Regions from separate parts of the Sus scrofa genome. Here region 2 is linked to region 1. The links are chromatin contacts, called in public HiChIP or PLAC-seq maps. All regions are on one chromosome and are shown on one strand. Each heading gives the region's core, a stretch centred on a gene start, on an enhancer-like site or on the middle of the called end of the contact. The rest is flanking DNA. Distances are from core to core; before and after follow the strand shown. Region 1 has its middle 11 kb from the start of CD300A. Region 2 has its middle 18 kb from the start of GPR142.

Region 1 (5,338 bases), core at 756-3,255:
TGGGCTCCACAGGCCAATCTGACAGCCCCTCCCAGGTAAGCCCTCACCCCCAACGCAGGTACACGGACCTCCGCACACTTAACGGGTGACTCTTTGCAGCCCATGGATACGGCAGGACATTATTCGATATGCTAAGGTAGCTGTAGAAGCCACTCAGACGGTGGGTGGTAACCCCCAGAGACATCTGACATGTGGCCAAAGTGACATGCGGAGCGGAGGTCACAGATTCAAGGAGGCAGGAGAATTAGGTGCCTGACAGAGTAGAGTGTGATGTCGATGAGAATGACAGCAGGGTTAGACTTTTATAAATATTGATGAGGAACCTGATGAACGAATGAATGAACAAATGAGCCAAATGCTATTCCCAGATCTGAACTGCCTGCCCTGTGGGACCGGTGTGTTTTATAACGACTGGTGTGTTTTATAAGGACTATATACAGACTATATATAACACACAGAAAACCTGCAAAGGGCAGGAGCCCACGGATAGGCCCCATGGCTATCTCATTCAGAGTTCTCAGAATTCCAATTATTTAGTGAGTGTGTGGGGGGGCTGTGGAGGTCCCCTGCCTTCCCCAGGCCCCCACCCTAAGTCTCCTCAAAAACCTCCCCAGGGGAAAACGCACCAGAAAAACTAGACAGGGCGAGGCTGCTTATCTTCTTGGAGGATGTGGAGACGAAGCCCTGGGCAGTGACACACAGGCTCACTTTGGGGCCCCTTTCCTTTTCTTCTCTTTTTTCTTTTCTTTTGCATTTTAGGGCTGCATCAACAGCATATGGAAGTTCCCAGGCTGGGGGTCGAATCAGAGCTGTAGCCATCAGCCAAAGCCAGAGCCAAAGCAACGCCCAGATCCAAGCTGTGTCTGTGACCTACACCACAGCTCACAGCAATGTGGGATCCTTAACCCACTGAGCGAGGCCAGGTATCAAACCAGCATCGTCATGGATACTAGTGGGATTCATTTCTGCTGAGCCATAACAGGAACTCACTAGGGCCCCTTTTCTATAATATCTTTTTTTTTTTTTTTTTTGCCATCTTCACAGCATGTGGAAATTCAGCACCCACCTGAGGGAAGGAGCTGAGGCCAGGTTTGCGCAGTAGCGGAGCAGGGGAGTCAGGTGCTACATAAATGTTGTCAGACTGAGGGTCATAGTCCCAGGCTGGCCTGAGGCACCTGTAAACCAGCTCAGAAAGGGGAAGCCCAGCAAAGTCACAGAACCTTGGACTTGGGAAGGGGACCCTCCAGCTCCAGACCTAGTGCCCTGTGTATGCTGGCTGGACGCCACTACAATACCCCAGAGCAGGTTTTTGCTTGTTTGGTTTTTGGTTTTTAGGGGTTTTTTCGGCCGTGCCTGCAGTATGTGGAAGTTCCGGGGGCAGGGATCGAACCCGGGCCACAACCGACACTATCCCAGAGCAGGGTGGTGGTGCTACTGGCATCTGGATAGGGCAGACCACCCTAGGCAGAAAGATCCAGGCCCAAACAGCAGTCTGAGAAACCACGCCCTAGAGGCAGACCCTAGAGGCAGACCCTAGAGGCAGGCAAAAGCGGGGCCCCCTGGGCCCCCTCCCCCTCCCCCTCTCCCTGTCTCTCACCCATCCACATTTTATGAGCCCGGGGACATCCTGGGCGGGAATTTAATGGGAACTGGGACCCGCTACCCTGGCCCCTGGCTTTGTGCTGGGCCTACAGGTACAGGGACGAAGGCTGTAGGTATCGGCCCAAGTCCGGGGCTCGCAGCCTAGGAGGGGACAGGGAAAAGGCCCCGAGAGGGGAGCTTGAATGGAAGGACCGGGTCTCCGTCGGGCCGAGCCCTGGAGGTGAAGAGGGGGAAGGACCCGCGGGTCCCAGGCTGGCGGGCCGGGTCTCGCCAGCCGACTACCCACTGGAGACAGGCGGTCCAGGCCCCCTGCCCCCGCAGCGGGGATCAGGTTACAGGGGTGTCGGGGCGGGGTTGGGGGCGGGGCGCAGGAGGCGGCCGGGGGTTGGCTGGAGGCTGGGGGGCGGGTCCTCGCTGAGAGTGACGTCGGAGCTCCCGAGGCCCCGTCCCCACCCCCAGCTTCCGCCACACCAGGTGCGCAGGAGGCAGTGGGTTGCCTGTGGACTCAGCTAAAGGGATTCCGGACCCGCTTTTCCCCGCCAGCCCGCCTCGGGGCAGGGCGGGAGAGGCAGGAAGTGAGCAGAGAGCCGTCTGGGATTGGGCGCCCTACCCCACCCTACCCCACCCGCCCGCACCCAGGCACCCCGCGCCTCTGCTCCAGGCCCTGCCTCCGCCCAGTTCTGCTCCAGGCCTTGAGTGGAGGTCCCTTGGGCTCACCCTTAGCTCAGGCTGGTGGTTTCGGAGACCCCAAACCCAGGGCTTGGGCAGAGCTGGAGGCTCAGGTCCGTTTTACAAATGAGTAAACTGGGAGATCCCGTCGTGGCTCAGTGGTTAACCGACCGACTAGTATCCATGAGGTTGCGGTTTCGATCCCTGGCCTTGCTCAGTGGGTTAAGGATCTGGAGTTGCTGTGGCTGTGGTGTAGGCCAGCACCCGCCTGATGCCAACATGGGTCTGGGATGGAACCCACTCTCTCCACTTCTGTTTCAGCCCTTGGGTCTGACCTGGCGAAAGAGGAGTTAGGCTGTGAGCTCCCAGCAGGCAGGAACCAGATGTCGCTGAGTCCCCAGAGTAGCCGCTTATTAAACATTTGCTTAGGAACTCAAAGCAGTTCAATCCTAGCTCTTCGGCTTGGCTTCCCGACTTCCTTTTTTCCCTTTGGCCTCATCTGTGACACATGCAGGTTCCCAGGCCGGGAATCACGGCTGTGGCAATGCAGGATCCTTAGCCCTCTGTGCCACAAGGAAACTTCCCAGGTGACCCTCTCAATACCTTGATTGCAACCCCCTGCCAATCAGGGCCCTGCCAAGGATCTGTCCCTCTCCTTAGGTTCCCCCTCCAGTCCCAGCAAAGTGCCGTCCCACCCACTGGGCATCTGTGAGGGACAGCAAAGGACAGGAAAATGTGGCAGGAAAATCTGTGCAATCTGGCCTGGAGACCAGCATGTCTGGGCAGGAAACTCTGGGCAGCTGGTTCCTGGATGCTCATCCTTGGCTGTCACTTTCATGGAGTAACCTTGAGGGCTCCACACTAAATATAAACTGAAAGTGTGAGTTATACTTCCATTTCACAGATGAGGAAACTGAGGGAGGGTTGAGAGCTGCCTAGAGTCAGACTTAGTAAGCAAGAGCCAGGATCTGAACCGGTGGCTGTCTGATTTCTGGGGCATGTTTTCTTCTTGCAGGGTTGCCTCCTGCCACTAGGGTAGCTGGCCTCTGGCCCTCACCTCCTTCTCAGAGGGTACTGCTGTCCCTCTCTGTCACCCACATCTCAGAGGGACCCACTGGCCCAGCCTCCACCCACCAGCAGCCTTTCCTCAAGGAGACTGAGGTCAGAGCCACGCCCTGAGCCCAAGAGGGATGAGGTCAGAGCATTACCCGGCTGGTGCTGATGCTAAATAATTCATGGCGGCTTCTGTGAGCAGGGGCTGCAGCTTCCGGGAGAGTGCAGACAGCAGACTAAGTCTGGTTGCTGGCACCTGCCCCTGACCCGGCACAGCCCCCTGGGGCTGGAAGTGCTAGGCTCGGTGAGAATGGATTCAGGGCTGACGGACCCTTACTAGCTTTGTGATCATGGGCAAGTCACTTAACCTGTTTCTTGCTTTTACAAGAGCTGCGAGGTGCCCTGAAACCACATGTGAAGGTCCTCCCAACCCAGGGAGATGCTGATCATTCCTCGGCTCCAGCCACCTTCCCACAAGCCCGGAATTGTACTCGTGTTTGGGGAAGGCGTGGCAGGGAGACAGATCTCGGGCTTGGCTGGTTTGGGAGGCTTCCCCTTAGAATAAATTCCCAATCAAGAAAAGCCAGCTATGATGGAAAAAAATAAAAGTCACTTAAAAAAAAAAAAGAAAAAGTTTAGTTGGGAGTTCCCATTGTGGCTCAGCGGGTCAAGAATCTGACTAGTATCCATGAGGATGCAGGATCCCTGGCCTCATTCAGTAAGTTAAGCATCCTGTGTTGCCATGAGCTGTGGCATAGGCTGGCAGCTGCACCTCCGACTACACCCCTAGCCTGGGAACTTCCATATACCACAGGTGTGCCCCTAAAAGGCAAAAAAAAAAAAAAAAAGAAAATTTCGTTGGAATCAAACAGCCTTTATTGGTCTAGAAGGCAGAATCGGATCTCAAATATATGTAATAAATTCCAGAAAAATTCTTAATGAACACACGGGAAGTCACTGAGTGACAGTCATTCCTCACAGAGAATAAAGTCACCAAATCCTGAGTGGTGAGGACGTTCAAACTACTCTGCTTTGAGCTACCGGGTTTGACAGAAATGGGTGCTCAACTCACCATGGTGTTGGTCTGATGTCACCTGCAACAGGTTCTGGTCTACGCTGGCTTTTTCAAGGCTTGTTTGTGACACGGCTGGACCATGGGTCTCCTCCACGTGGCCAAAGACGGGAGGAAGCAGGGCCACAGAGTATTCTTGAATCCGAGCAGGCCTGCATCTGTCTCCAAGCCCATCCCTCCCCAAGCCTCACCCGCAGGGGACTTGGAGGATGAACAAACCCACAGTCACTGCAGGCTGCTCCCAGGGGCCCCTTGGTGCTGCAGTGACTCCTGCAAGACCATCACCCTGGAAAGCAAGGTAGCGCCTTTATTCACTGTAAGGGATTTGGGGCCGCTAACCTAGATCAAGAGGAGTCGGAGGTGCACAGAGCTCCCCCTTCCCTTCCATCGGAGTAAATAATACCCATTCTTGGAACCGAGCAGCCCAGTATGAGGACGAGTGATTGGGAAGGGCGTTGTCACATGTCACTGTACAGCCCTACTCTCTGCAGGGCCTGTTCACCCAACTTAGCCCTGGAGAAACACTCCAGTGACAAAGGCACAGGAGCTGGGGCAGGACAGTGACCCTGGAGGGCTGTGGGACTGACTTCGGGGTCAGCACCTGCATCACAGTCATGGCCCCTCATCTCAGCGCACAGAGGGGTGCTCCGGGGGCACACCTGGGTGGGGGGCCTCAGAGGAGCCAGCTCTGGTACCCGAGGGCAGGAGGAAAGCAAAAGACAACACTACAGAGCTCTCATCCCCCCCGCCCCCGAGTCTGGAGCTGTGTGCGCAGCTCTGTCGGTGCCAGCATCACACATCGCAAGGATGCCCCCATTCCTCTGGGTGGCCGTCAGGACCCGCTGGAGCACGTCGTGGATGAGGGCTGCGGCGCCAGCAGCCAGGTGTCCAAGATGAGGTAGAAACCTAGCCATCGGCCCATCAGGAAATGGCACAATCTTC
Region 2 (5,338 bases), core at 926-3,425, 54 kb after region 1:
GGTCAGCTAAGAGCTATCTGGGACTGGAAGCAAAGACGCCTCCTTGGTAGCTCATGGAGAATTCTGGGCTCTTGTGTGACCACCTAGAGGCATGGGGAGGCCCAGGGACCTTTGCCGACCCTCTCTGAGTGAGTTCTGGGCATCTGTGGGGACAGCCTAAGTCGGGTTGTTGACACTTAACCTCTCTATGCGTCTGATTGCGTCTGGCTCGCAGACTGGGGAAGCCAGGAGGAGCCAGTGGCTAGATTCCTGGGCCCTGGGGAGTCTGCCGCTGTTATTCCAGACTCCAACCAAGAGCAGATTTGCACTGGCCATAGCTGAGGCCGAGTCATCCTGGTGCCCTCGGAAGTGTGGGGCTGCTGTGTTAAGTTTATGACCTCTGGGTATCTCGACCCCTTGCAGGAGGTGGGCTGCGGCATCTGTGAGCTCCCATAGAGCCCCAGGCTTGCTGGGAGCTGTTCCAGCCTGCAAGACTCTCTACAGCCAAGCCTGCGCTCTCTGCTGGGGCGGGAATCCAGAACCATACCCCAGATATGGGCAGTGGGTGGGGCTGCCTTGTATTGTTGGGGACATGGCTCAGATCATCAGTGTCGAAAAATGAGACACATCAACACGGGGAGATCTCGACAAGGCTCTTGACTTCTGCAGAGGGGCGAGGGTGCTCCAAAAAGTGCGTGCCGAACAAAGGACCCTCCCCTATTTATCCCTAACACAGGTGATGTACTTGTCCCCTTCCCATGGGTCGGGTTGGGGCTCACATTCTTCCAGGTTGGCTAATTTGAAACAAATTGTTACTGGGAAAAGAGGTAAAGAGGAGGGGGGGTCTCAGGGTTGATTCAGCAGAAATGGCAATGAAGTAACCAAGATATCCTTTGATAGAAAGGACCTTATGTTACTTTCCACAGTATCTTGGTCCTTACTATGGTCCATTCTGGGGCTCCCCGGGCTGCTGCTTCTTTGTTTGTTTGTTTTGTTCATTTTTGGCCACATGGAGCTCCTGGGTGAGGGGTCAGATCCAAGCCACAGTTGCAACCTAAGCCACAGCTGGGGCATCACTGGATCCTTAACCCACTGCGCCGGGCTGGGGATGGAGCCCGCATCTCAGGGCTCCCAAGCTGCCACAGATTCCTGTTGCACCATGGCAGGAGCTCCAGGCTGCTGCTTCTGACAGAGGATGGGCCTTTTTTTTTTTTGCCTTTTAGGGCCTCACTCACAGCATATGGAATTTTCCAGGCTAGGGGTCAGATTGGCGCTGCAGCCGACGGCCTACACCACAGCCAAGCCGCAGCAACATGGGATCCAAGCCTCATCTACGACCTATGCCACAGCTTGCAGCAAAGCCATACCCTTTTTTTTGGTGGCATATGGAGGTTCCCAGGCGAGGGGTCAAAGCAGAGCTCTACCTGCTGACCTACTCCACAGCCACAGCAACTGGGATCTGAGCCACGTCTGCCACCTACACCAGAGTTCACTGCAACACCAGATCCTTAACTCACTGATGGGGGCCAGGGATCAAACCTGCATCCTCATGGATGCTAGTCATCTTGGTTAACCACAGAGCCATGATGGGAACTCCAGGAAAGTCGTATCCTTAATCCACTGAGCAAGGCCAGGGATCAAATCCGCATCCTCATAGATGCTAGTCAGGTTCTTAACCCTCTGAGCCACCACAGGAACTCCGAGGATGGACTCTTTATACCAGCCAAGAATGGAGGCTGCTGCTGGTGCGTGAGCTTCTCAGAGTCCTCTCCAGGCCATATCACGAAGCAGAGTTTTCAAGGACCACACCTAAAGCTGCTCCCCACCCCCTACCCTGCCTCGCCTCGGTCTCCCTGGGGAAAAGGACATGAAGCTGAGGTTGTCCCTGAGGCCACCAAAGAATGTTTAATTGCTTTCTGAGAGAATTGTCACCTCCTTCTGGTTTCCTCCCCCCCACCTCCCAGCCCTACCCTGCTCCACCTCTTCCCCAAGCCCTGGAAGCTCTGGCTTGAAGCTTTGTGCTCCCTGGCTGCATCCCAAAGTAACCAGGGGCCCGTGTGCTGAATAGCAGCTTGCTTCTCCAAATACATTGCTGCACCACCTTTACTGAAAAAAAAGAGCCCTATGTTTTGGGGGAATAAATGTGCAGTTTTCTGTGAGCCAGGCCACTCACTGACAGCAGATGGACGGGGGCCCAGGCCAGCTGAGTCAGCCAGACTTTGGAGCAAGCAGACAGTGTGAACCAGGACAGGGATGGGAACCAGCCAAAGGAAGTGAACTACGGGGCTATTTGGAGGTTTTCGTCCCAGGAGTATAGTCAGCCCCCTCTGCAGTTTGATTCAGATTGAGGGCCTACGGAAGGGATATACCGTAAAAGGCAGGCTGGAAAGCGGTAACAGATAGACCCCCTATGGATAATGCTCGGAATATCTTTTTTTTTTTTTTTTTTTTTTTTGTCTTTTTAGGGCCACACCCTCGGCCTATGGAGTTTCCCAGGCTAGGGGTCCAATCAGAGCTACAGTGGCCAGTCTACACCACAGCCACAGCAACGCCAGATCTGAGCCACATCTGCGACCTACACCACCGCTCACAGCAATGCTGGATCCTTAACGCACTGAATGAGGCCAGGGATTGAACCTGCATCCTCATGGATACTAGTCAGATTCAGGTCCGCTGAGCTTTAATGGGAACTCTGCTCTGAATATCTTAGAAATTTATTTCTTACTTATATAACACACCAAGGCAGGCTTGTGTGTGTGTGTGTTTAGGGCTGTGCCTGAGGCATATGGAAGTTCCCAGGCTAGGGGTCGAATCAGAGCTGCAGCTATCAGCCTACACCACAGCCACAACAATGCAGGATCTGAGCCATGTCTGCAACTTACACCACAGCTCATGGCAACGTGGGATCCTTAACCCACTGAGCAAGGCCAGGAATTGAACCTGCATCCTTATGGATACTATGTTGGGTTCTTAACTCTCTGAGCCACAAGGAGAACTCCAGGGCTCTTACGATTTAAATCAGGCCTATCTGGTAACCAGTCTATTTGAAGGTGAACTGATTAGTAACCTTAATTCCACTGCAAATTTCCACAGCAAATTCCTTTCGCCATGTAATGTACTGTAATTATGGCAAAACACCTAGGGCAGAGGGCATGGGGGAATCTTAGAATTCTGCCTTCCATAATGTCTGGGATCCAGAGCAGTGGCCTTTGGAGCTGGAGAGATTCTTGCCTTCTGGTTAAAGAGCTGCCCCACCTGGCTGCTCTCAGCCGTGGTAGGGTGACCAACAAGCCTGGCCTCAGCTCTTACCATCTATCTATGCCCTGGAGATCTAATGCCCTTCCTCCCTCTGCCCCTGGGTTTTCCTCTCTCTGAGAGCCTCACAGAGACGGAACCCCCTTTAAGGAGAAACTCAACAACGCGCAGAACGGAGTTCCCGTTGTGGCTCAGCAGAAATGAATCTGACCCATGAGGACGCAGGATCGATCTCTGGCCTCGCTCAGTGGGTTAAGGATCCGGCATTGCCGTGAGCTGCGGTGTAGGTCAAAGACTCGGCCAGGATCCCGTGTTGCTGTGGCTGTGGTGTAGGCTGGCAGCCGTAGCTCTGATTGGACCCCTAGCCTGGGAACCTCCACATGCCACAGGGTGCAGCCCTGAAAAGACAAAAAAAAAACAACAACAACGCGGCACAAAACACTGTTCCCCCGCGTCCCAAGAGAAAGAAAGCCGGGCTCTGCCATGGGGAAGCTTGCCCACTAATGGCCCGACTTGCCTCTCTGTCACCCATCACCGTGCACAGGGATCTCCAGTGCCCCCTCCTCCTGTCTCCTCGCCCCTCACACCCCCGATAGGAAAGGCAGCCCTGGGCCCAGTGATTTTAGGACTTGGCAGCTCCCCGCACTTTCCCTGGCCCACCTCCTGGCCACCCAGATGGTGCCCAGCCCAGAGAGGCAGCTGGTTTGTCCCTGTGAATGGCCAGCCACTGGGGAGGCAGGGGTGCGGGGGGCAGAGAGGCCCCCGTTCACTGGGTCACCTGCAACCCCCTGGCCACTTCACCCCCTCGTCCCTGCCTCTTGCCTGTCTGTTGGCTCCCAGCTTCCTTGAGGGTCTGCCCCTTGTGTGCTCCAGAACTTTCTGGAACATGTTTCTGGCTCCTCTCCATGCCTGTTCCTTGTGGCAAAGCCAGGTGGGGAGCCCCCACTCCAAGCTGGGGCCTTCTCCCCTTCAGCTATTCTGGAATGTAGATGCCTTCAGCAAAAACCACTGAAACTGTTTTCTTAGCTGCAGGTCGCCCTGCTGGGCCCCGCTGTGCAGAAGGACCCTTTGTGCAGGTCCCTCCTCCTTCCTGCCCAGGAGCTGGCATCTCAGTCCCACCTCAGATTCGACCTCGCTCTCCCCCCTCTGCTGGCGAGGTTCAGGGCCTGGAGGGCTCGAAGGGGCCCCTGTGCTTGAAGTCAAACTACTTAATTTAGAGCTCCCATCAGAAGCCATCTGCTGGTCCTGCAGCCCTTCCTTTCCCCTGGGGCCCCAGGGGGGGGGCAGCCAGGGACCTGTAGGCAGCAAGGGGGGGCATTGGTAAAGGCCCAGGCAGCCCCCCAGTTCGGGGGGCCCAGATACTCTCTGCAGAGCCGCTAGACAGATTAGCACAGCAAAGACTGGTGTGCGAGCAAGTACTATCTGCCCAGCTTGGAATTTCAAAGCTAAAAGGAAGGTCTCTGATTGGCCAGAGAACTTGTTATCATTTGCATACCTGACACACATTTCATGGATAATAACGTCCATTTGTCAGGCAGCGAGTAGGTGCTGGGAATCCAACAGCTTGGCTGGAGCATGGTTTTTGGGGTGAGGGTTTGGGGGTGGGGAGGGAAGGGGCTGAGAGGCTGGAAGGCAGGACCTGGTGGGCTGGCCAGGGCTGCCCATGACAAGGAGTCAGGACTTCACCTTGGGGCAATGGGAAACTACCCACTGGAGGGCTTTGGGCAGTGACCTTAGGCAGAGCCAGGACTGCATCTAGAAAGATGACCCTGGCTGCAGAGAGTGGAGGGGATGAGTCTGGAGGGGACTGCTGGAAGCCTGGGACCTGGGGAGGTGACAGAGGCTGGTGGACCAAGGCCTCCTCCTCTCTATCAGCACCAAGAACCCATAACTGAGTCTGTAAAGAAAACTGTGCACCCTTAGCCACATCGGACCTGGTGCCATGCAGCTCTCCACGGAAGGAAGGAGAGGTTTGTTTCCCAAGTCCTATTTCTTCTTGTCTTTTCTAATCCCACCTCCTCAAATCGGCTCTGGCTGCTGAAGGGGTTACCACGCCCTTTCCTCCCAGACTCCATCCTCGGCATTCCCAGCTGGTTCTGTGTCT

Evidence for each region. HiChIP or PLAC-seq counts read pairs in DNA pulled down with a chosen protein or histone mark.
Region 2: a contact with region 1 is called in an H3K27ac HiChIP or PLAC-seq map of skeletal muscle. The contact joins two enhancer-like sites. A contact is called at or near these places in 4 of 5 promoter capture datasets (fetal liver, fetal skeletal muscle, liver and 1 more), 33 of 47 Hi-C or Micro-C datasets (adipose tissue, alveolar macrophages, blood and 17 more) and 2 of 2 datasets of contacts at active chromatin or transcription factors (alveolar macrophages and skeletal muscle).

What each region holds. Positions count from the first base shown.
Region 1 is chr12:6,690,101-6,695,438 of Sscrofa11.1, forward strand. No RefSeq gene overlaps it. Among named protein-coding and RNA genes, the nearest start is that of CD300A, 11 kb to the left of the region's middle. Within about 2 kb of position 2,006, at least 58 of the 83 cell types and tissues checked have an H3K27ac peak or open chromatin away from gene starts, as enhancers often do. A contact at or near this core is called in skeletal muscle, where this site is marked.
Region 2 is chr12:6,744,391-6,749,728 of Sscrofa11.1, forward strand. No RefSeq gene overlaps it. Among named protein-coding and RNA genes, the nearest start is that of GPR142, 18 kb to the right of the region's middle. Within about 2 kb of position 2,176, at least 6 of the 83 cell types and tissues checked have an H3K27ac peak or open chromatin away from gene starts, as enhancers often do. A contact at or near this core is called in skeletal muscle, where this site is marked.